Linked DNA regions of Mus musculus: regions 2, 3, 4, 5, 6 and 7 are each linked to region 1. A link is a contact called in public promoter capture Hi-C data. All regions are on one chromosome and are shown on one strand. The core of a region is the stretch at or near the end of the contact, and the rest is flanking DNA. Distances in the headings are between cores, read along the strand shown.

Evidence for each region. Promoter capture Hi-C pulls out the DNA fragments that hold promoters and counts their contacts. Capture Hi-C pulls out chosen DNA fragments and counts their contacts.
Region 2: a promoter capture Hi-C map of hippocampal neurons shows a contact between it and region 1, with 4 times the contacts expected there. The contact joins the promoter of Txlna here to the promoter of Sfpq in region 1. A contact is called at or near these places in 2 of 39 promoter capture datasets (hippocampal neurons and liver).
Region 3: a promoter capture Hi-C map of neutrophils shows a contact between it and region 1, with 6 times the contacts expected there. The contact joins the promoter of Ccdc28b here to the promoter of Sfpq in region 1. A contact is called at or near these places in 3 of 39 promoter capture datasets (liver, neutrophils and pre-B cells) and 1 of 115 datasets of contacts at active chromatin or transcription factors (forebrain).
Region 4: a contact with region 1 is called in a promoter capture Hi-C map of adipose tissue. The contact joins the promoter of Utp11 here to the promoter of Sfpq in region 1. A contact is called at or near these places in 1 of 39 promoter capture datasets (neutrophils), 1 of 484 Hi-C or Micro-C datasets (B cells), 1 of 115 datasets of contacts at active chromatin or transcription factors (kidney) and 1 of 9 other capture datasets (adipose tissue).
Region 5: a promoter capture Hi-C map of pre-B cells shows a contact between it and region 1, with 5 times the contacts expected there. The contact joins the promoter of Rbbp4 here to the promoter of Sfpq in region 1. A contact is called at or near these places in 2 of 39 promoter capture datasets (the C10 cell line and pre-B cells) and 3 of 115 datasets of contacts at active chromatin or transcription factors (astrocytes, embryonic forebrain and large pre-B cells).
Region 6: a contact with region 1 is called in a promoter capture Hi-C map of neutrophils, with 3 times the contacts expected there. The contact joins the promoter of Mtf1 here to the promoter of Sfpq in region 1. A contact is called at or near these places in 4 of 39 promoter capture datasets (liver, neutrophils and pre-B cells).
Region 7: a promoter capture Hi-C map of liver shows a contact between it and region 1, with 2.8 times the contacts expected there. The contact joins the promoter of 1110065P20Rik here to the promoter of Sfpq in region 1. A contact is called at or near these places in 1 of 39 promoter capture datasets (pre-B cells) and 2 of 9 other capture datasets (adipose tissue and liver).

The regions. Positions count from the first base shown.
Region 1 is chr4:127,019,829-127,022,647 of GRCm38.p6, forward strand. It overlaps Sfpq (splicing factor proline/glutamine rich (polypyrimidine tract binding protein associated)), which reads left to right and starts at 1,473. Exons shown (of 10, transcript NM_023603.3): 1 at 1,473-2,392. The coding sequence starts at 1,589.
Region 2 is chr4:129,639,678-129,642,496 of GRCm38.p6, forward strand. Txlna (taxilin alpha) reads right to left here and starts at 1,388. Exons shown (of 11, transcript NM_001199695.1): 1 at 1,294-1,388; 2 at 579-750. The coding sequence starts at 744.
Region 3 is chr4:129,622,468-129,625,286 of GRCm38.p6, forward strand. Ccdc28b (coiled coil domain containing 28B) reads right to left here and starts at 1,441. Exons shown (of 6, transcript NM_025455.2): 1 at 1,347-1,441; 2 at 133-320. The coding sequence starts at 296. Gm34305 (a long non-coding RNA gene) reads left to right here and starts at 319. Exons shown (of 4, transcript XR_376684.4): 1 at 319-735; 2 at 1,167-1,286; 3 at 1,422-2,819.
Region 4 is chr4:124,692,108-124,694,926 of GRCm38.p6, forward strand. It overlaps Utp11 (UTP11 small subunit processome component), which reads right to left and starts at 1,447. Exons shown (of 8, transcript NM_026031.3): 1 at 1,333-1,447. The coding sequence starts at 1,395.
Region 5 is chr4:129,333,897-129,336,715 of GRCm38.p6, forward strand. It overlaps Rbbp4 (retinoblastoma binding protein 4, chromatin remodeling factor), which reads right to left and starts at 1,474. Exons shown (of 12, transcript NM_009030.3): 1 at 1,322-1,474; 2 at 601-748. The coding sequence starts at 1,337. Zbtb8os (zinc finger and BTB domain containing 8 opposite strand) reads left to right here and starts at 2,072. Exons shown (of 7, transcript NM_025970.4): 1 at 2,072-2,243. The coding sequence starts at 2,147.
Region 6 is chr4:124,801,184-124,804,002 of GRCm38.p6, forward strand. It overlaps Mtf1 (metal response element binding transcription factor 1), which reads left to right and starts at 1,366. Exons shown (of 11, transcript NM_008636.4): 1 at 1,366-1,460. Inpp5b (inositol polyphosphate-5-phosphatase B) reads left to right here. Exons shown (of 24, transcript NM_008385.4): 24 at 1-328.
Region 7 is chr4:124,849,174-124,851,992 of GRCm38.p6, forward strand. It overlaps 1110065P20Rik (RIKEN cDNA 1110065P20 gene), which reads right to left and starts at 1,391. Exons shown (of 3, transcript NM_001347196.1): 1 at 1,349-1,391; 2 at 1,059-1,260; 3 at 312-789. The coding sequence starts at 1,383. The coding sequence ends at 694. It overlaps Mtf1 (metal response element binding transcription factor 1), which reads left to right. Exons shown (of 11, transcript NM_008636.4): 11 at 1-627. It overlaps Yrdc (yrdC domain containing (E.coli)), which reads left to right and starts at 1,586. Exons shown (of 5, transcript NM_153566.2): 1 at 1,586-1,993; 2 at 2,520-2,634; 3 at 2,727-2,819. The coding sequence starts at 1,602.

The DNA of each region.
Region 1 (2,819 bases), core at 223-2,722:
TGTTTCACTATGTATCTTTCTTGCTGGCCTGAAACTCACTGTGTAGACCAGGCTGGCCTAGAACTCAAGAGATATGACTGCTTCTACCACATGCCTGATGGGATCAAAGGCATGCACCAGCCCCATCCCGGTTAAAACCCAATGTTCATGAAGCTTTAAAGGGAGGGAATAAAAAGGAAATCTCGGCTGACCTGGTGGATGCATGCTTTTAGTCCCAGCACCTGGGAGGCAGAGGCAGGTGGAGGGCTGAGTTTGAGGCCAGTCTGGTCTACAGAAGTAGTTCTAGGACAGCCAGGGCTATGCAGAGTAACCCCGTCTTGAACAAAATCAAAAACAATTTCCTCTCCCATGATTTGTGCTTGTAAATTGTTACTGTACACACACATGGAGTCACATCTACCTCATTTACCCTTCTGCTGGAGAATAAAGTGAGTCTTCTGCATGTCACACAAGCCAGAACCCCAAAGGCTGTGTCCTCAGCTCTCTCCATACTTTTCCCTCTTGGACAAAGACTGCATTCACTCAAACCTAATGGCAAATTTTATAGTATTACAACAAACGTGTTGCTATGAAATAATGTTTTTTTTTTTCCCTTTTTTTTTTTTTTTTTTTTTTTTTTTTGGTTTTTCAAGACAGGGTTTCTCTGTATAGCCCTGGCTGTCCTGGAACTCACACCCGGCTTCCTTTTTCTTAAATCTTTACTTTTATTTATTCATTAATTTTTTTGGAGGCAGGGTTTCTTTGTGCAGTCCTGGCTGTCCTGGAATTTACTATGCAGCCCAGGCTGGCTTTGAACTTGGAGTCCTTTCTGCTTCCAGAGTGCTAGGATTAAAGGCATATGCCAAAACAACCGGGGCTTCTATTTTATTTTATTATTTTTATTTTATTACGTTTCATGTAGCCCAAGCTGGTTTTGAACTCAATGTAATTGATAATGTAAAGATAAACTTGCAGTCCTGATTACTAGTGCCTCCTCCTCCCAAATTTTGGGCTCACGTGTTTGCCAATCTGCTAGCCTTTGATAGGGTTTCAATAAAAGTAAAACCGTTGAGATTAAACTCTGTGAAATTGACTCTAACTTCATTGGCGTAGGAATAAGAGACAGCACAAGTTCAATTTATAACCTTGAACCCAGCGAAGATGTTAGCCAAGAATAGCGGACTACTCATAAGAGGAAAGAAAATAGCCTTTCAGCGCTATCAGGAGCTGATAGGGCCCTGGATATTTAATTTCACGCGAAAGTTGCAGGGCATGCCCATTCAAATTTCTTCCAACAAATCACAAAGGCGTATAGACACTTTCTTATCCGTTTATTGGTCAAATGGAAATCCCAGCCCTCCCTACCTCCCGCCTCTCACTAGGGAGCCAATTGGAAAAACTTAGGTTTCATCATCAAGTACTGTACTTGCTATTGGCTGTCCGAGCTGTCAATCTAGGGAAGGCGGGCCAGGCCGAACTGTCCTATTTAAGAAGAGGACAAAGGCGGCGCGCAGCTTGTGTCGTCCGCCATTTTGTGCTCAGCAAGGTGGCAACCACGTTCCCTGAGCGACTTCTCCGCTTCTGCCTCGACCGCCCCTTGACTACAGCTATGTCTCGGGATCGGTTCCGGAGTCGCGGTGGCGGCGGTGGAGGCTTTCACCGGCGTGGAGGAGGTGGCGGCCGCGGCGGCCTTCACGACTTCCGCTCTCCGCCGCCGGGCATGGGCCTCAACCAGAACCGCGGCCCCATGGGCCCGGGCCCTGGCGGCCCGAAGCCGCCGCTCCCGCCTCCACCTCCTCACCAGCAGCAGCAGCAGCCGCCGCCGCAGCAGCCTCCGCCGCAGCAGCCGCCGCCGCACCAGCAGCCGCCGCCGCACCAGCCGCCCCATCAACAGCCCCCGCCTCCGCCGCAGGAATCCAAGCCCGTCGTCCCCCAAGGCCCCGGCTCGGCGCCGGGGGTGAGCAGTGCGCCTCCGCCGGCGGTCTCGGCTCCGCCCGCCAACCCCCCGACCACCGGCGCCCCTCCGGGCCCTGGTCCAACCCCGACTCCGCCGCCCGCCGTCCCCTCCACCGCCCCCGGACCGCCTCCCCCATCGACGCCGAGCAGCGGAGTCTCGACCACCCCTCCACAGACCGGCGGCCCTCCGCCACCGCCCGCCGGGGGCGCCGGGCCGGGGCCTAAGCCGGGGCCAGGCCCTGGCGGTCCAAAAGGCGGCAAGATGCCCGGTGGGCCTAAGCCTGGAGGTGGCCCGGGCATGGGCGCTCCTGGTGGCCACCCGAAGCCACCACACCGAGGTGGCGGCGAGCCCCGTGGGGGCCGGCAGCATCATGCGCCCTACCACCAGCAGCACCACCAGGGGCCCCCTCCCGGCGGACCGGGACCGCGCACGGAGGAGAAGATCTCCGACTCGGAGGTGAGCGGGTTCTCGAGCAAAGCCGTCCGTTTCCCTAAGATGGCGGCGCCTGCCTACCCTCGGCGTTTTTTTTTCCTCTTCCCCCCCGCCCGCAGCCTAGAGGGCCTCCATTTTGTCCCCTGCCGGAAGCGCTCCTGCGCATGCTTGCGCAGGCGGGGCGGACGCGCGGCGGGCTGTGGAGGCCGCTAGGGATTGGCTTCCAGCGGGAGGGCATCCTCACGTCTTGGCGGTAATCCGCTAGAGGCTAGCGGTCCGGTCCCTTGGGACCCAACTAGTGCACGTCGGAGGCCTCTGTTTGGGAGAAAACAGGGCAACTTGGTGCTGTCTTCCTAGTCTGCATTTAGAGCTATTTGTTGACGTCAGAGGTGTATTGATTGGCGTTTGCTGATAAAGAGGCGATGTGTTTCAAAGCATTTTGTATACTCTG
Region 2 (2,819 bases), core at 138-2,637, 2.6 Mb after region 1:
TTTATTTATTCGGTTGAGTTAGGCTCTCTCTACAGGGCCCTGGCTGTCTTGGAACTTAGTATGCAGGCTGATCACAAACTCCGAGATCTGTCTGCCTCTGCCTCCTGAGTTCTGTGGACAATGGTGAGGGACACTAGGCCTGGCCTCAATTTAAGTTTTTTTAAACCCTAAGTTTGTTTAGTTATAAAACAAGTATTTCTAACACCCAAACATACTTGTTATAAAAGCCAACTGTGTAAAGCACCCCTGTGTGAGGAGCAGTTGGCATGTGGCAGACGCTGCACCTCATGAAGGACAATTACCCACCACTGGCAAGTGTTCTCTGGGAATATGACTTTGCTTACGGGGTGCTTCATTTGACTGTCTTCGTTTAAACCAGTCAGAGCATGCTCCCAAGGTTGCGCCCCACGGCTAAGAGTGGGAAGGTTCACCACCTCCCCAGGAAACAAAAGGATCACACAGAATGAGCATCGTTCATTCTATAGTTCCTTCTTCTTGGGTAAACACTGGCCTCAGAAGACAGACCAGTACCAGAAACTCCTCCCTCTGCCCACTGGAAAAGCAGAGCTGGCACACACCCTCGGTCTTCCCAGGAGCCTGGCTTGTGGAACCTTCGGCTTCCGCCCCAGGAGCTGTCTGTCTGGGTCGTCCATGGGCTCCCTCCGGTCCTGCTTCCCGTTGCCCCGGGCTGCCCTTCGAGTTGGAGTGTTTGGCAGGCCCATTCTTTTTGTCTTGGTTCTTCATTGTGATCTGCAAGGCCAGAAATGGGGCAGATCCTTTAAGGACCCAGTTGCTTTTTTTTTTCTAGACTTCAAAATTCTTCTTCACAACTAGATAAGAAATCCCCAAATCTGACGCTCGAAGCTTCAAACAGACCGGTCGGTCTTCGCCCGGGATTTCACGGTCCCATGGAAGGTTTCCGAGAAGCTGCCCCTGAGTGAGTGAGGGAAGGAAGAGGCCTCCTTTCTCCCGAATGCCACTTCTCGGCACCACACGGCTCCCTCTCGGCAGCCGGAGCGCGGGATTGGCTCAGAGCCGCAGACTGACGTGGCGGGATGCTCCAGTCCCGATCGGCTCCCCGCCCCACCAGGTCCCACGTGGGACCCCCGCGCGCGCGCGCGCACAGAAGCCACCCACACCCCACGCGCCCTCTAGACCTAGAGTACGCACGCGCAACACTGGGGCAGGCCGCCCTCCCCCCGACCCCCCGAATTAGTTGTTCCTCTACGGCCAACGCGTCCTGGGCCACAGACCCTCTGAAGAGCTCGTCCCACGTACAGCCCATAGACATACTTCACCACGGACGTCCGGCGGCGTCCTCCTCTCCGGCCGAGCACCGGAAACCTAGGTAACTGCTGCCAACAGGACCGCCCTCTCCTGCCGCAGCCAATCAACAGCAAACGCGGGCGCGGAGCTTGCTGGGAAAAAAGAAGTCAAGGCGGCTTTGGAGGCGGGAGTGGGAAAAACTACGAGCCCCTTCATGCCTCGCGGCGCCGCACAACTCCCGAGATGCAACCGAAAAGCATAGGAGCCAAATACCCTGAGGGTCCGAAATTATGTCATTGGTCGAGAGATTTTTGTCAGCCTCTTTTCTGGTACTGAAGCTATGATTGGCCTTAAACTTTGGCATTCTGGTCTTTTTTTTTTCTTTTTTTTTCATACACTCATTAGTCCTTTATAAACATGTATGACTTTCTATGATCTCTGAGAACTCGGAAGAGGGATAGAAAGGTAAACTAATTTGTTATGTGCCTGGCATTTTTTTCCCCTCTATTACAATAGAAGGTTTATAATAATTCAAACGTTTTTTCCTCGTATCCAGTAGCTTGATTCTCATAATTACTCGGATTAAGTACAAAATACTCAGTGATCTGTGAAATATACGATAGTACAGAAAAGCCTAGTTAAAATAAAACAAACTACTATTTGTTTGTTAGAGACAACATCTCGTTATATGTGGCTTTGGCAGGCCTGGAACTCCCTATGTAGATTAAATTGGCTTTGAACTCAAGAGTTTTGTCTGTCTTTGCCTCCCCATGGCTTGGACTAATGGCAAAGGCCACCAGGTAAAGGGTAAATAGTTTAAGGCTCCATCAATATTGTGTGGTTATAGCAGATTCAAAGCTGGAAGCCTGACACCAGCACCCATCCTTTAAAAATATTTCTTTGCCCCCTGAGTCAGGGTTTCTTTGTGTAGCCTAGTGTGTCCTAGAACGTAATCTTTGACTATGCTGGCTTCTAACTCAGAGCTGCCTACCAAAACCGGTTGGAACCATTCTCCGACACCACAGCTGTTCTCTGAGGCAATTTATGCCCCGCCTTCTAACCCCACCAGCTTGGCAATTACTCCCTCAGAAAGGGATTGAAGCCAGGGAGTTTGGCTTTAGGCAGGTTGGTAAACTCCCACCCTACCACCCCTGCCCCACTTTCTGCAAAGTATCAAGTGTTACTGCTTTAAAATGTTAGATTTTTCTCGTCTTTGTTCTTCATTATGATTTGCAGTGCCAGTGTAGGCTCAGAACATTAAAAAAAACCCCACAATTGTGATTTCAATTCTTTTGTTGTGTGGAGTTTGTTTTGTTTGATAAGGTCTTGCTTTATAGAGCTGGCTGGCGTGTAACTCTCTATGTAGATCAGGCTGTCCTAGAAACTCACGTGTTGAAATTACTGTTGGCTAAATGCTGCAGCCTCAAGAGGCTAGAGTCAGGCTGTGGGGTAGAGCATGTTGCAAATTGTGCTAATTGGACTTTGTTTTAGGGTTCTTAAATGATGTCTATTTTTCTGTAATAGGTCTGCCAAACAGACTCAGAGTAGAGTTC
Region 3 (2,819 bases), core at 191-2,690, 2.6 Mb after region 1:
TACATCCCCAGTGAATGGGTAAGGCATTGGCTGCTGTTCAGCAGCGATGTCGATGTCTGCAGGTCCTCCTTACACAGTGCTCGGCTCACACCTGGGAGTCTCCAGTCTGGCCAAGAGCCCCTCCCTACTCACCTCTTGAACTTGGCTCGCTGCTTGGGTGATGGCAAATGAGGGAGTCCCAGAGCCAAGGAGCCACTGTGGCTGGTGGGCACAGGGACTCTGCGCAGTGTGCCTGGGGCCTGTGCTGGTTGGGTCAGGCAGGGCTTAGGACTCCGTTTCTTCTTTTTGTCTTCCATTGGGTGGTGTGTTGGACCTCAGGTCTGGGAAGGAAGGGGGCAAAATCATCCCTTCACTCAGCACCCTCTTTCGTCTGAGAGGAAGGGTCTTCAGATGTATCTTTGTCCATCAGTCAGGAGCTCTGTCCTCTTGTCTGTACAGGGTCATATGCCAGCCTGCTGCTGGACTGTAGCTATGCATCTGAAGGACCTCCCAAGGCCAGCAAAGCCCTTTTCTTCCTGACAGCCCCATCTGCCTGCTGGAGAGGGCTGGCCCAGACCAGGGTCATCTTGCTGTTTTCCTGTCACTACAGCCCAGAGCCTGGGGCTGTAGAGGAAGATGCTCAGGAGACAGGGTGGATGTGACTAGGGGAGCAAGCTGAGGATCAGGAGGCCATTTGCTAGGCAACGGTCTGTATATGGCAGCGGATACTGACTAACTGCATGAGGTGCAACCAAGGTAAGGCAGGGACACCTGGAAATACCCTGGTGTCAATCATATGGACCAGGAATAGCCGGCTCATCACTGGCCTCTCTTCCACTTCACTTCAACTACACATGCCAGGGCTGCCCAGAAGTTCCCAGGACAGCTTCTAGTCTCTTCTTTTTCTAGTTAGAAAGTCTTTAGGGGCTAGACCTCCAACAATGTAACTCTGACTTGATTAGCTTAGCTTGACTCCCCTACAGCCCCATCACCTAGGTATCTGGTCTGCTGAGGTCCTCTCCAGGGGAGGTCTCAGCTCCCTCACTTTACTTCCGAGAGGGCGATGGTCAAATCGGAACATTAAGCGTTTAAGCTGGCATGGAACAGCTGGGTGGCATCAGTGGGGCTCGGGGGTGGGGTGGGGGGTGGTGGTGGTGGGAGACAGAACTCTTTTTCTCTCCATGTAGCAGCAGTGTGACCCAGTAAGAGACCTGATGGAAGCGGCAGCCAGAGCGACTGTGATCCGCCTGAGATGTGCCTAAGGAAAGATTCAGTTCTCAATTCGGGCTTCAAAAAACAAGCATCAGGTGCGGCACCCCGCCCCCATCCTCCTCACTCCCTTCTCGCCCCCTTGGGGTTCTACTGACCTGGAAGTTTGGGGTCTGGAGTGTGAAACAGTGCTTCTTTGCAATCTCCCTTCACCCTGCTTTCTCTCTCCTCAGGGGAACTGGAGCTGGAGGGAGCTAAGCTGGCTGGAGATGATTTGCATTTAAAGAGAAAGTAGCCCTCTTTGGATTCCCTGGGAGCGGAGCCGGAGGAGAGTACTTCCGTCGATTTAACAGTTCCCCTTCCCTACCTCCCACAAGAACTAAAGGAGCACTGTTAGTTACGGGATATGGATTTAAAATCATTTCCTTTTCTTGTCACGTTTGGAGGGGATCCCTTACAAAATGGTGGTGGCTTTGTTTGCAGCAGGGGTGGTAGGGAAATGATGGGGCTAAATGAATGTGTGGGCAGAGGCAATATATAAGTATACGGGAAAATGAGGGGCGGACACCAGAAGGAACAAAGACAATCAGTACCCAGCACCCTGTTAAGCCTTTTATGTACATTCAATCCTGAGACATAACTGTTATCCCGATTTTACGGAAAATAATCAATTGTCACTCATTCCTGGGCACGGTCGCTGTCCTGTGACATCCAGATACTCCTAGCCTGTAAGCGCTGAAGAACTGACAGGGCCTCTCCCCACCTCCGAACCAGAGCAAATAGGATCCCAAGCAGGCTGGCAGGAGGTGGGGCGTGAGAGCTCCGGAAGGAGGCTGGCCCAGAACTGTTGGCGGTTGTGCTGCTGGAGGAGGGAGGTCCCACCAATGAGGCTATTTGAAGATCTGGCAGAGGAGTCTGGTTCAGATCTCCAGAACAGCATCCGATGCCACAGGAGAGGGTGTCAGGCTGCCCAGCAGGCTCAAATTAAAGCGACCTAGGCAACAAAGCATCCATCTTCCCTTTTCCTTTAGCAACAACAGTAGGTTTCCCTGGCTGTGGGCACCCAGAGGTGTTGCTTCTGGGATCTTTTCCAGGTGCTGTTAACATGCAAACTGCTCTAGGAAGCAACTCTAATCCAAGACTTCTAAACAACCAAGAACCGGAGGGAGGGGAGCACGCTGGAAGGTCCCTTTCCTCTCAGAATTGCTGCTGGAGCAGGGTGCCAGCTTCGTTCATCAAAGTGACAGTGGGCCCAGGAGCACCCGGGGTTGCCACCTTCAGCTGCTTCCCTGAGGAGCCAGAAGCTTTTGCGGAGCCACTTGCGCTTGCAAGCTCCTGATGCGGAGGCAGGAAAGGAATCCTCTCCACCCCTACTGGAGGACTTTTAGAATCAATTTGTCTACCGCTTCTGGCTAGAAGGAATCAAGGGACAGCCCCTATAAAGCTGAGCAGTTCCATCTTTTCTGCCCAACCAACCCAGAGACCTGGTGCTGGCTGAGGCCACCTACAGTGTCCCTTAGAGGAAACCAGCTGAATTAGGGAACTACTAAGGCCGCGCGCATGCGCATTTCCCCAGGAGGGCGAGAGCACAGACCCAGTAGCTTCCTACCCCTTACTCAGCTGTGTGAACA
Region 4 (2,819 bases), core at 197-2,696, 2.3 Mb before region 1:
GACGGCTTAACAGTTAAACACAGATTCTCCTCTTCCAGATCCCAGCACCCACGTCAGGATGTCGGACAAATCACAACCCTGGCCCAGGATGTGCTCCCACAAACACCCGCTCACACACTCACACTCAGTAATCTTTTAATTTAAAAAATGTTAGTGTGGCCGGGCAGTGGTGGCGGCGCACACCTTTAATCCCAGCACTTGGGAGGCAGAGACAGGCGGATTTCTGAGTTCGAGGCCAGCCTGGTCTACAAAGTGAGTTCCAGGACAGCCAGGGCTATACAGAGAAACCCTGTCTCGAAAAACCAAAAAAAAAAAAAAAAAAGTTAGTGTGTGTGTGAGAGAGAGAGAGATAAAGAATATGAATGAATGTGAGTGCAGGGCCTATGGAGGCCAGAGGGGGTGGTGGAATTCCTAGAGTGGAGTTAAAGCTATTTGTGAACCCACAATGTGAGTGCTAGGATTTGAACTCTGAGAGAGCAGCCGAGTACTCTTAACGGCTAAGCCCTCTCTCCAAGGCTTGTTAAAAGCTTGTTTGAACCAGTTATGATGTAATTTCTGAGAATGGCAAAGTGGATAAAGTGATTCTGCATACATCTTTATTTGTATTGCATATCCAAACCCTAACACATTCTCCTGAGTAAATCCACACCTATTTATTCTAACTAAATTAAGTGGGGGAACTCCCCACTTCCCTCCTTTTTTTCTTCTTACCAAGGACTACGCCTACTGCCCTTACTTGCTAGGCAAGCAGTTCACCATTGAGGCCTATGTCTAGAATTTTTTTAGATTTTTGAGTCAGGTCTAAGTGACCCAGACAGGCCCCGATTTTGGGATCCTTCTGCCTTGGCCTCTTGGGTAGATGCCATTATAGACCTGGGCTATGAGGTCCAGCAAAGTTTGTAAATGGTCAAGACATTCTCCAGAAGGGATAAGGAAAGTGCCACGATTTTAGGGGGAAGCATATGACAGATCTACACGAACCGCAAATCCCATGCCAAAAGTTGGGCCCAGTTTAGGAACACCCGGGCATGCGTCGGTTGTGAGGCGCCTACTGTCGCTGGTCACTCGGTTACATTCCTTTGACTTTGGTCTCAAGTTCCCAGGGAAAGGCCTCTAGCACACCCTGCCTCACTCAATTACCCACTGACCCTCTACCGTAGAGAATGACAATCCTCCTACCCTGTCCCTGGGTCTCCCCGACAAGGCACGCTGGGGTCAGGCCCCATGTGTTGGGTATTGACTGAAGGCAGATGCGCTGTCCCGTATCCGGATGCAGGGACAGCGAGGGGGCGGGGGCCACTGCAGGCGCCCCTGAGGCTTGCGAGGGCCTACCTGGCTTCGTTCTCGGTGTTCCCGCTGCCGGGTCTTGGCTGCCTTGCGAAAAGCCGCCGACATGCCTACTGAGGTCTAGGAAATGCTCAGCAAACTCCACCACCACGACAGCACTACCCACCCCGCCGCGTCCGCCAAGACACCGGAAGCAGGCCCAAGACGCGGCTTGCAATGCAGCCTATCAGAAGCCTGCTTTACCGGAAATACAGCCCCTCTCAAGCGGCCTGAATCGGAGGGTTCTGGGAGATGTAGTTTCCAAAGCTAGAGTCTTGGGATTCTTTCACAGCTCTCGGTTCGCAGAGAACGTCCACTGGTCCAGAGACCTAGACTTCGCTCCAGGCCGCACGTTGGCATCTGGGAACACATGGCTGGCACTGCTCTCTGGCTACGCTCGGCTTGCGTGTGCGCATGTGCTGTCACCTGAGACTTGGTGTGGGTTAAGATTCTAAGTAGAACTAGAACGTGGCTCACACCTTTAACCCCAGCTCTCTGGAGGTAGAAGCTGGCAATTTTCTGTAAGTTCAAGGCTAACCTGGTCTTACATAGTGATTGCCAGGCCAGCCAGGGCTACATAGTAAAATAAATCGCAGTCTAAAAACAAAACAAAAACAAACAAACCAAAAACTAGAAATAATGTGAATCTTACAGTATACTAGAAAGAGTACTTTAAAACCATATTTGGCTCCTCAGCTGACTTCTGGCTGCGTGGCTCTGAGCTGATTGCTTGACTTTAAAGAGCATCATTTTTCTCACCCATAAAACGAACATAATAATAGCAGACTGGTCTTGCTCATAGGAGTATCAAGGGCTCTGAGTGGCAGAACTGTATCTATAAGCAGAGTAGAAAAGAATCATCTAATAGCAATAAAGTTCCGAGTCCTTCACAGCCATCAAAGTTGTGCGTCTAGCTGGCCGACTTAACATAAGGTAGTTAATGTGATGGATAGAGAGCCGCGAACTGTGGAGGGAGTGTTCTGGTGCCAGCTCTGCTCTTAACCAAGGAAAGTTAGTTTTGCTGAGGCTTGGTATCCACATCTAGTTGTAAAATAATAAAATAATACTATACCCTCAGGATTTTGAGGTTTAAAAGACATATGTTTTCAGTGCTTAATGTTGGGTTTACTTGTTAGCAGGTTCACAATAAAATTGATTTGTTTCTGTTTTTGTTTTGTTTTGTTTTGTTAGTTTGTTTTATTGGGGTTGACTTAGTCTGATTAGGTTTGATGTTTTGAGGCAGTGTCTAGCTATGTAGGCCTGGCTGCACTGACACTCATAGATCAAGCTGGCCTCAGATTCACAGTGATCTCTTGCGTCTGCAAAGAGCTGGGATTACAAGTGTGTGACAGTGTGCCCAGCCATCCTGTTATTTTTGTCACCACTAAAGCTACCTTTAAGTAGCACAAGAGAGAGTTGGACCCAGCCAAGCATCACAGCAATGTTTGGGTTTGTTTGTGCTCTCCCCCCCCCCATGCCTGCCACCCTCCACC
Region 5 (2,819 bases), core at 224-2,723, 2.3 Mb after region 1:
CTACTGCTGAAAACACTCGCCCCCACTTCAGTTAGGCAGACCCCAGATTTATCTTGCTATTTATTAACCTTATAAATGACTTGAGAAATCAAATGTTTTGTTGAATAAACTGGACCCAGAATAACTTTTGAAAACGGTCAAGTTTTATATTACATGGCCAACTCCAGTCTTAAGAATGGCTATTCAACTCCATGCTGAGGGAAAAAACAAAAACAGGGCTGGAGAGCTGGCTCAGCGGCTAAGAGCATTGACTGCTCTTCCCAAGGTCCTGAGTTCAAATCCCAGCAACCACATGGTGGCTCACAACAATCTGTAATGGGACCCAATGCCCTCTTCTGGCTTCAGTGTATTCATACAAATAGAGATGACTTAAAAAAAAAAAGTAAAAGAAAAAGAAAAAAAAAAATCAAACAACAACACAACAACAGAGCATGTTTTCTTTGCAGGGTAAATTACAAAATGATCTTCTGTTTTTGACATTATTTCTAGTCGAGGAAAATAAATAGTACTCATAAGCTCTGATAATGTCCCCCCTGAGTGACTGGAGGGCAAAAAAATTAAAATATATGAACTATCAAAAATATTCAAGATTCGCGTCACCTGGTCACATCTGGAAGCCACTGGGCAGTTAAGCTGGGCCACTCCAGGGCATGGGTCATCACCAAATCATAAAGAAAAGGGGTGTTCTTCTTCCATATTTTGTACTCCTCGTTGATCACCCGTTCTTCCACTGCGTCGTCAAAGGCCGCTAAAATGTTTTTAAAAGACAAATCAAGTTAGCGAACGTAAACGGAAAGGGCACAAACCTCTCCAAGCCACCGGCGTAGCGCCCGGATTTTGACAACGAAATGGAGATTCATCTTAATCTCCCAGGTCGCGGGCACCAACGCCACTCTCGGCCGCGGCGGGCCGGAAGTCCTGGGGCCACCCCAGCCGGACACTCCGTTACTCCTTCGGGGGCCGATGGTGTCCAACCCCGAACGAAGCACGGTGGCGCGCGCCAAGTCCGCCAAACCCGGGGAGGAGACCTGCGCATCGAGCCTGGGGATGGAGAGCGGCGCCCCGAGTCTCGGCAGGCAGAGGGACCGGCAGGGAGCCTCGTAGTCGCCTAGGCCGGAGACCTGGCGTCGCCTCGCATCCGCTCCGGAGGAGCTGCTGCGCCGTTAGCCCGCCCCGCCGGGGAGCTCAGTCCTCAGGCCGGCGTCGCTGGGACGAGGCTCGCCAGAGTCGGGCCTGCTCTCCGTCTCAGGCCGCGTAACAGGCCACGACACAGCCCTACAAGCCAGCACCGTCCCTTCCGAGCCGGCCTCGGCACACTCACCTTCCTTGTCAGCCATGGCGGCAGGAGAGCCGGGAGGGGTTGGGGGATCCCGGGGTCGTGCGTTGCAGGAGGGGCGGGGAGGCTACGAGCGCTCCACTCCGCGCGCGCGGCCTCTATTGTTTCCTGCGGCCCGTGCGTAGGGGGCCGGCTCGCGTGCCTTCGCGCCAACACCGACCAATGAGAAAGCGCGGGTCTGAGGGGTGGGCGGAGCATCCGCCTCGCGGCCTATGGAGACGCTCGAGAGTCGTTTTCTCCAGAGTCCCGAGGCGCGCGCGCTCCGCCCCTTCTCTCTCCCCCACCCCCCACCACAGTCCGGAGACTTCCACGGATTGCGCGCGCGCCCCGCCTGCCGGGATGAGGCCCGTGCAGATCACGTGACATACACCCTACACGCTCATGCGCAGCCATCTTCTTAGCAGGCCGTTATGCTGACAACTCCCTCAGGGTAGCGAAAGAATTTGGAAGTGTTTCCGGGTCTGGTTAGCAACTCGGAGGGCCAGACGAGGAGAAAACGCATCACCGTTTAGACTTACAGGTGCCTAATTCAAGGTGGCGTCTTTTAACTGACTCCCTCGGTACTAATAGTGATGAGTGCAGGAAATAAGATGCTGGTCTCTAAAACATGTTATAAAAGCGGCAGGACCGAGCCTGGCAGCCCGGCAGCCCGGCAGCCGCAAGCGGGTATATCCTTCCGCGAGCTTGCAGAATGGAGTCCTGGTCCTTTTAGACCCGCTGCCAAGGGGGTGGGGTGTAGAGCGGAAGTTATGGCGCGGGGCCGAAGTCTGGCTGATGAAGGGCGGAAGTAAGAGTACCAACTCCGCAATCATGGCTCAAGAGGAGGAAGATGTTAGAGATTACAATTTGACGGAGGAACAGAAGGCGACCAAGGACAAGTATCCTCCAGTCAATCGAAAATATGAATGTGAGTAGGTGGCCCACATCTCTTGCATTCGGACAACCTGCGGCTTCCTGCTTCGCCCACTTCTTTGCCCTAAAGGTGCTCTGGCGTGATCACAGTGTGCCCCTCTTTGGACCCAATTTAGGGGGAAAGTGAAGAAAAAGATCACCTTACTAGAGAATGAAGAAACCCGAGGCCGTATCCCCTGCCCCCATCCATTCTAAAAGTCCATGTGTGCCTGAATCACACTTACCTTTGGGGATAGAGTTAAATGGTGTGGCGCTGGTCCAACATTTATCATTGTAAATTATACTTGTGCATTAGTTGTATTTTTAAGTGATTTCTGGGTTGTCCTCGAGTTTCTCCCAGTAGGGAATAGTGTGACCAGGTTAGAGTAATCAAGACATACCTTTTTCTGTGCGTGCGTGCGTGCGTACGTGTGTGTCCACAGCCCAAGATTGGATCTTATTACGTACTGCAACTTTTGCATCACGTTAAATTTTTTTGAAAGATAAAAATTTAGCCGGGGGCTGGTGAGATGACTCAGTGGGTAAGAGCACCCGACTGCTCTTCCGAAGGTCAGGAGTTCAAATCCCAGCA
Region 6 (2,819 bases), core at 116-2,615, 2.2 Mb before region 1:
ATCTCATGGTCAGATACTTGGACTAACTGAAGTCCCTGAAGGAGAATGGCTTGGGGCGGCAGGACTCTGCTTAGAGGTTCCTGGATAAACAACTTTTAGCCATCCAGATGCTTCCACTGTCCAAGCCGCAAACATGTTCATGCATAGGGCACCTGTTCCCTTTCTGCTCAACTCCAAGGCCTCTCAGTCGCCCCCAAGAGCACTGAAGAAAGGGGGTTCTGGTGAAACAAGTGGGATTTTGTAGGATATTCAGTCCTCCCAACTGTATATAATGCAGCACCTCTCATATATGTAATATATTTTAATGAAAATGTATTTTTAATGGTGACTATGGTTCTCTCTTTTTTTAGTTATGTGTATGTGTGTGGTGGTGGTGGTACATGCATGTGTGAATGTGCTAGGAGAGGCCAGAGGCTCAGATCTCTCTGAAGCTGGATGTGAGCCATCTAATGTGGGTTCTGGTTTCAAAAGAACTCTAAGGTCAGAGCAGTCAGTTGGTCTTCTCTTCCCCAATCCTCCTCTCTCAAGAGATGGTAGTTCCTGGCAGCTAGTCCTTTGTGGCTTAAGAACAGAGCAGCTGATCTGTGGCATGCTGGTGCGCCAGAGTCACTTATTCAACCTTACTCAGAGGGAATGGCACAGCAGTTTGGGCCTGAACCCTGATCTAGCCTCTAAGAGCACTGCTCCAACGTAAACATTCGAGAGAAGTCGTTCATGGGGTAAATAAGCATTAGCTTATGTGAGAGTCTAAAAATTACATATACAGGAATATAATAGAAACACGAGAAAAGTATCTTCTTGGGCTTTGAAATATTGCTACCACCGAGTGGATTTCAAGGGTGGGTAGGATAAGTGTTAAGAGCTGACAGGGGACTGGCCAGTAGGTGGCGCTGACCCTTTCTAGAGCAAAAACCCTCCTTAAGGAAGGTTGGAACCGCTAGCTCCCGCGGGCGCGTGAGAACGAGAAGTTTCTGGAGGGCTCTGCTCAGCGTTCCGGTCCTGGGGGGGAGCCTCAGCCAGGTGAACTATGCTGCGTGGGTACAGTGGGGCGAGGAGAGGGATGCCGTGGGCTGGCCTACGCATCTGGAAGGCGGCGGCTGACTGCAGCCTTCTTGCTGCAGCTGTGGACGCAGCTGGGGCTGAGAACACCTCGACTTCACCGCTGATGTCGCGTATCCTCCCGCGCTCGAAACAGCCCGCTCTCTATGGTCAGCTTCCCGGTGCGGCACCGGAGCGCCAGACTCCACTCGCTCCGCCCACAGCCCGCTGGGGAGAGGCGCGGTCTCAGCCCCCTGGAGAGTAGAAGCCAATCACGAACAGCAGCAGGCCCAGGGCTCCCCGGGCCTCTCCTTCCTCCGGAAAGCGGAAGCGGAAGTGACGCTAGGGACAGGTGGGGGCAATCATGGTGCCGCTTGGGAGGGGAGAAGCTGCTGCTGCCGCCGTTGCCGGGAGCCGCGGAGGTAAAAGCAGAGGCTGGACTCGGCTGGGGCTGGAACTATCCGGGGGGTGCGGGACTGGGGCTCCCTGCCGTAGCCATTCCCGGCTGAGACTTCATTCCACTCACCCGAGGGACCCCACCCCTCCTCCGTTTCCATGGGGATGGGTATCCAGCCCCCCTTCTCTGTTTCCATGGAGACCCGGACCCTGCCCCTCTTAGCCCAGCTCGTAGCCCCCAGACTGCCTCGGGGTTTTTCTCTGTAGCCCTGGACTAGGGGTGCTTTCCCGGTCAGGGTCCTCATGCTAGTCTCTCAGAGGTGCTGGGTTCGCAGTCCTCGGCCACCCTCACACCTCCTGGTCTTGTTACAGAAAGTTGGTCTCTGCGTTTCCCGGGGCAGCCCACCGGGTCTCTTATCTCTCCTCTCAGACACCGAGAAACGTGTATTTCTGGGGTTGCGTAAGCAAAGGTTCGGGCTGGTTCCTCTCAGATTAGATCCCTTGACCTGTGCCTGGTAACTACCTCGCCTGCTTGTCACTCCGGCTAGTAAAGGCTCACTTTGCCGACTCTTGAGCTGAAGAGAAAGTGCAGAACCAGGTTGAGAACTAAGTGATGTGCTGGTTATTTTAAATTCTCCTTTTGTGTCTGCCAAACCCACATTTGTAGAACCTGTGTGTTTTCGGGTGAAGGAGGAATCACCATTCCAGACCATGAAAGCTTCAAATTTGGTAATTTCCTCAAGAGGCTATCTTCAAAAAGAGACCGTCTGCATGTCTGTCATTCATTTTGCTGATATTTCCTGAGCTGCTCGTGTCAGTATTGCTTATGTTAAGTCAGCCTTTCGGGTCAGAAAGCCTAGTCACTCTGTACAAGTGTACTCTCTGGTCCAGATCATGTTTTACGATATAAATAATTAAAGTGATTTGCATCAGCTACTCCTTATTAGGGTTTAGCCCCTCCACCTGATGTGTTCTAGAAATGACAGAAGGAAGCCACCCTTTTTCTTTACCTGCAGTTTCTCTTTCTGTATGAAACAGGAAGCCCTGGTCCCACTGTAGAAAAGCAGGCACGGATAGGTTGTCCAAGCAGTAAAGGGCAAAAGGAGGGTTTGGAGGTGGTTATGTTCAGAGTGTTGTTTCTGCACCACCAACTACATGAGGCCGTGGCACTGCCTCACGGTGTGTTTGCGGGGAGGGAGGGCATTGGGACGGGAGCACCTCACTGAAGGTTTGTAGCCACTCTTTCTTTAAACAGCCACCTGTTTGCTCTTTTATCCTCCTTAGCTTCATAGATCCATCTTTAAAGTATGTGACAGTAGAAGGTCTTGTGAATGCCAACTTTGAATTTTTTGGGGGAAAAAAAAAGATTTGCTTTTTCCTTGTCA
Region 7 (2,819 bases), core at 141-2,640, 2.2 Mb before region 1:
AGGAAGAAACCTCCAACCCCTAAAAAGAATAAATACGAATTTGTATTTTTGAAGAATGTGAAATAATAGTGTTTGCTTAATTGCTCATTTTGTATAAACTTAATATTGTACTTTAAAATATCTGCTATGAAGTGAAAATTTAACTTTTTGGAATTGAAAAAGCAATATTAAATACTAATGAAATCTTAATTAAATGCTTATTTAAATCTGGTAGTACATGTGGCATTACTTCCCATCCCTGTCCCTGGTTGACACTCTCTTCCCACTCCCAGCCATCAAGTCTTGGAGGGACAGAAAAGAAAGGTCAGTCACCAGGGTCTGCAGATTTCCTTTTAATCAAGACTCTGCTCAAGTGTTTTGTGGGGCTGAGAGCCCCCAAAGCATGAAATGAACATGTAATACCACCTGGAACCCCCAAAGCAGGCCAGACCACTCTGGCCAGCACTGCTGGCTTCCTGAATCCGAGTACTCAAGACTGGATGTTTGTTGGCTCCATTTCAAAGCACAGTACTGCCTTCAGCCAGGACGACGTGGGAGTGAACCCAGCTGCTAGTAGAGTTGCCATCCCAGGCTGAGGGCCAAGTACCAGCAACTGCCCGTGAAGACTGGCCCCTTTTAGTGAAGGGAGTTGGTCACAGTCCAGCCACTGGCCCTGGAAAGGGACAGAAGTCAGGGTGCCCGGCTAGGGTATGATCAAGACTCCGAGGCTCCATCGCCAGCATCCTTTGGAAGGCCACCTCTGGCCGATACAGATGGCTGGGGCGGCGCTCCAGACTTGGCTGAACCGTTCTAGTTGGAACAGAAAAGGGGGGAGGGGGGATGAGCCCGGAGGAAAGGCCTTAAGTTAGGCCCCACAAGAATAAGGCCACTTGGCATCTCGACAGTACCATGCTTTTTCAAAACCTCGCTCAGATCAAAGGAAGTTAAGCGGTGGGGATGCTCTTCCACCTGCCTCCTTTGGAGCGGGGTGGGGGTGGGGAGCGCGAGCTAGACCAGTGCAGTGAGTGGGAAGCGCCCACCTCCCCAGGTCCAGCCCGGAGAGGGCACTGGGCACTGACCCCGCCACCAGCCGGTTCTGGGCGCCGGCGGCCCAGCTGCCGCAGCATCTCCTCACAGGCGGCGATGGTGTCCAGAAGCTGCCGCTGCCGCTGCTCCACGGCGTCCAGCAGCTGCTGGGCGCGTTCATCTCGGGGCGGCTGCGGGGGTGGCCTCCCGCCGAGCCCCAACCCCGCCTTCCCACGGTCCACGCCGGCAGCCTCCCTGCCCGGGAGAGAGACGGCGTCAGGGCCCGGCGCTAGGCGGCGCGAGGTCGCGGCCCCAACCCACCGCCCCGCCGGCCCGCTCTCACCCCCGTGACCAGCCTGCGCCGGGACCCCACTCCATCGCCGCCCGTGCCACCCGCTCACCACCCCTCCGCAGTCCGCCCCCCGCGCCGCGCGAGGAGTCCGCTAAGCCGAGCCCCGCCCCGTCCCCACCGTTCTCCTTCAAGTCGCCTGGGGGTCGCGGTCCCTTTAAGCGGCCGGGAGCGGAGGCGGGGCCGAGCCTCGCGGGCCGGAAGTTGCGTCCGTGCGTCACTTCCTCCCGGAAGCGGCTCGGCACGGATGTCTACGGCGCGTCCGTGCGCGGGGCTGAGGGCCGCCGTGGCGGCCGGCATGGGGTTGAGCGACGGGCCGGCTAGTTCTGGCCGCGGCTGCCGCCTCCTACGCCCTCCTGAGCCCGCTCCGGCGCTGCCGGGGGCCCGGCTGCTGCGGCTTCCGGAGAGCGAGCCCGTGGAAGCCGCGAGCCCCGAGCGCTCCGGCTGGACCGAGGCGCTGCGGGCCGCCGTGGCCGAGCTGCGCGCCGGCGCCGTGGTGGCGGTCCCGACCGACACGCTCTACGGCCTGGCCTGCTCGGCGAGCAGCTCGGCGGCCCTGAGTTGCGTGTACCGCCTCAAAGGCCGCAGCGAGGCCAAGCCGCTGGCCGTGTGCCTGGGCCGCGTGGCCGACGTCTACAGGTGAGGCGGCCCCGCTGGGGGCGGCCCCGCGGGAGGGGTTTCCGGTGACAGCCTCGGGAGACCGCGGCGTCCGCCGAGCGCGGGAGGGGCTTGTCCTTGCTCCCCGAGGAGGAATCCGGAACTGGAGATTGGTCGGGAGCGCTGACGGCTCGCCAAGATCCGCTCTAGACAGTCGGTCGAGAAGCTGAGTTAGGCGAGCATGGCACTCTTCTCCCGGTGCCCTTGTGATGGGCGGAGGGGAGGCCCGTTTCGGGGTAACGCCTTCCAGATGATTAAACGGATTGAGATTGTATCCACGTGCCACGGCGCTGTGGTTTTGTCCCCCAAGACAGGCGGATAGACTTAAAGCCCAGGGTACTCTGTGGAGTCTGTCTTCTGCCAGAACTCCGAGGAAGAGGGAGTAGAGAGTCAGGTAGATCTCGTTCATTATACACGCGAAGGGGACCCCTCTCCAGCATCTGCCTTAAGTCCCCAGGAAAGGTCCATCAGGGTGATTTGGAGAGGATTTGTGCTCCTTTGCCTGCAGGTACTGTCAGGTGAGAGTACCTAGGGAGCTCCTGGAAGACCTGTTCCCAGGCCCTGTGACCCTGGTGATGGAGCGCTCCGAGGAGCTCAACAAAGACCTGAACCCCTTTACTCGTGTGAGTCAAGAGTTTTCCCTTTTCCTGCGATCTAAATCAGACGCTTGCAAGCCCTCGATGTCTTCCTCACGTTCTCTTTTCTTGCTTCCCAGCTTGTTGGCATCCGGATTCCTGACCATGCCTTCATGCTGGACTTGGCCCAGATGTTTGGGGGACCACTTGCACTCACTAGTGCCAACCTCAGC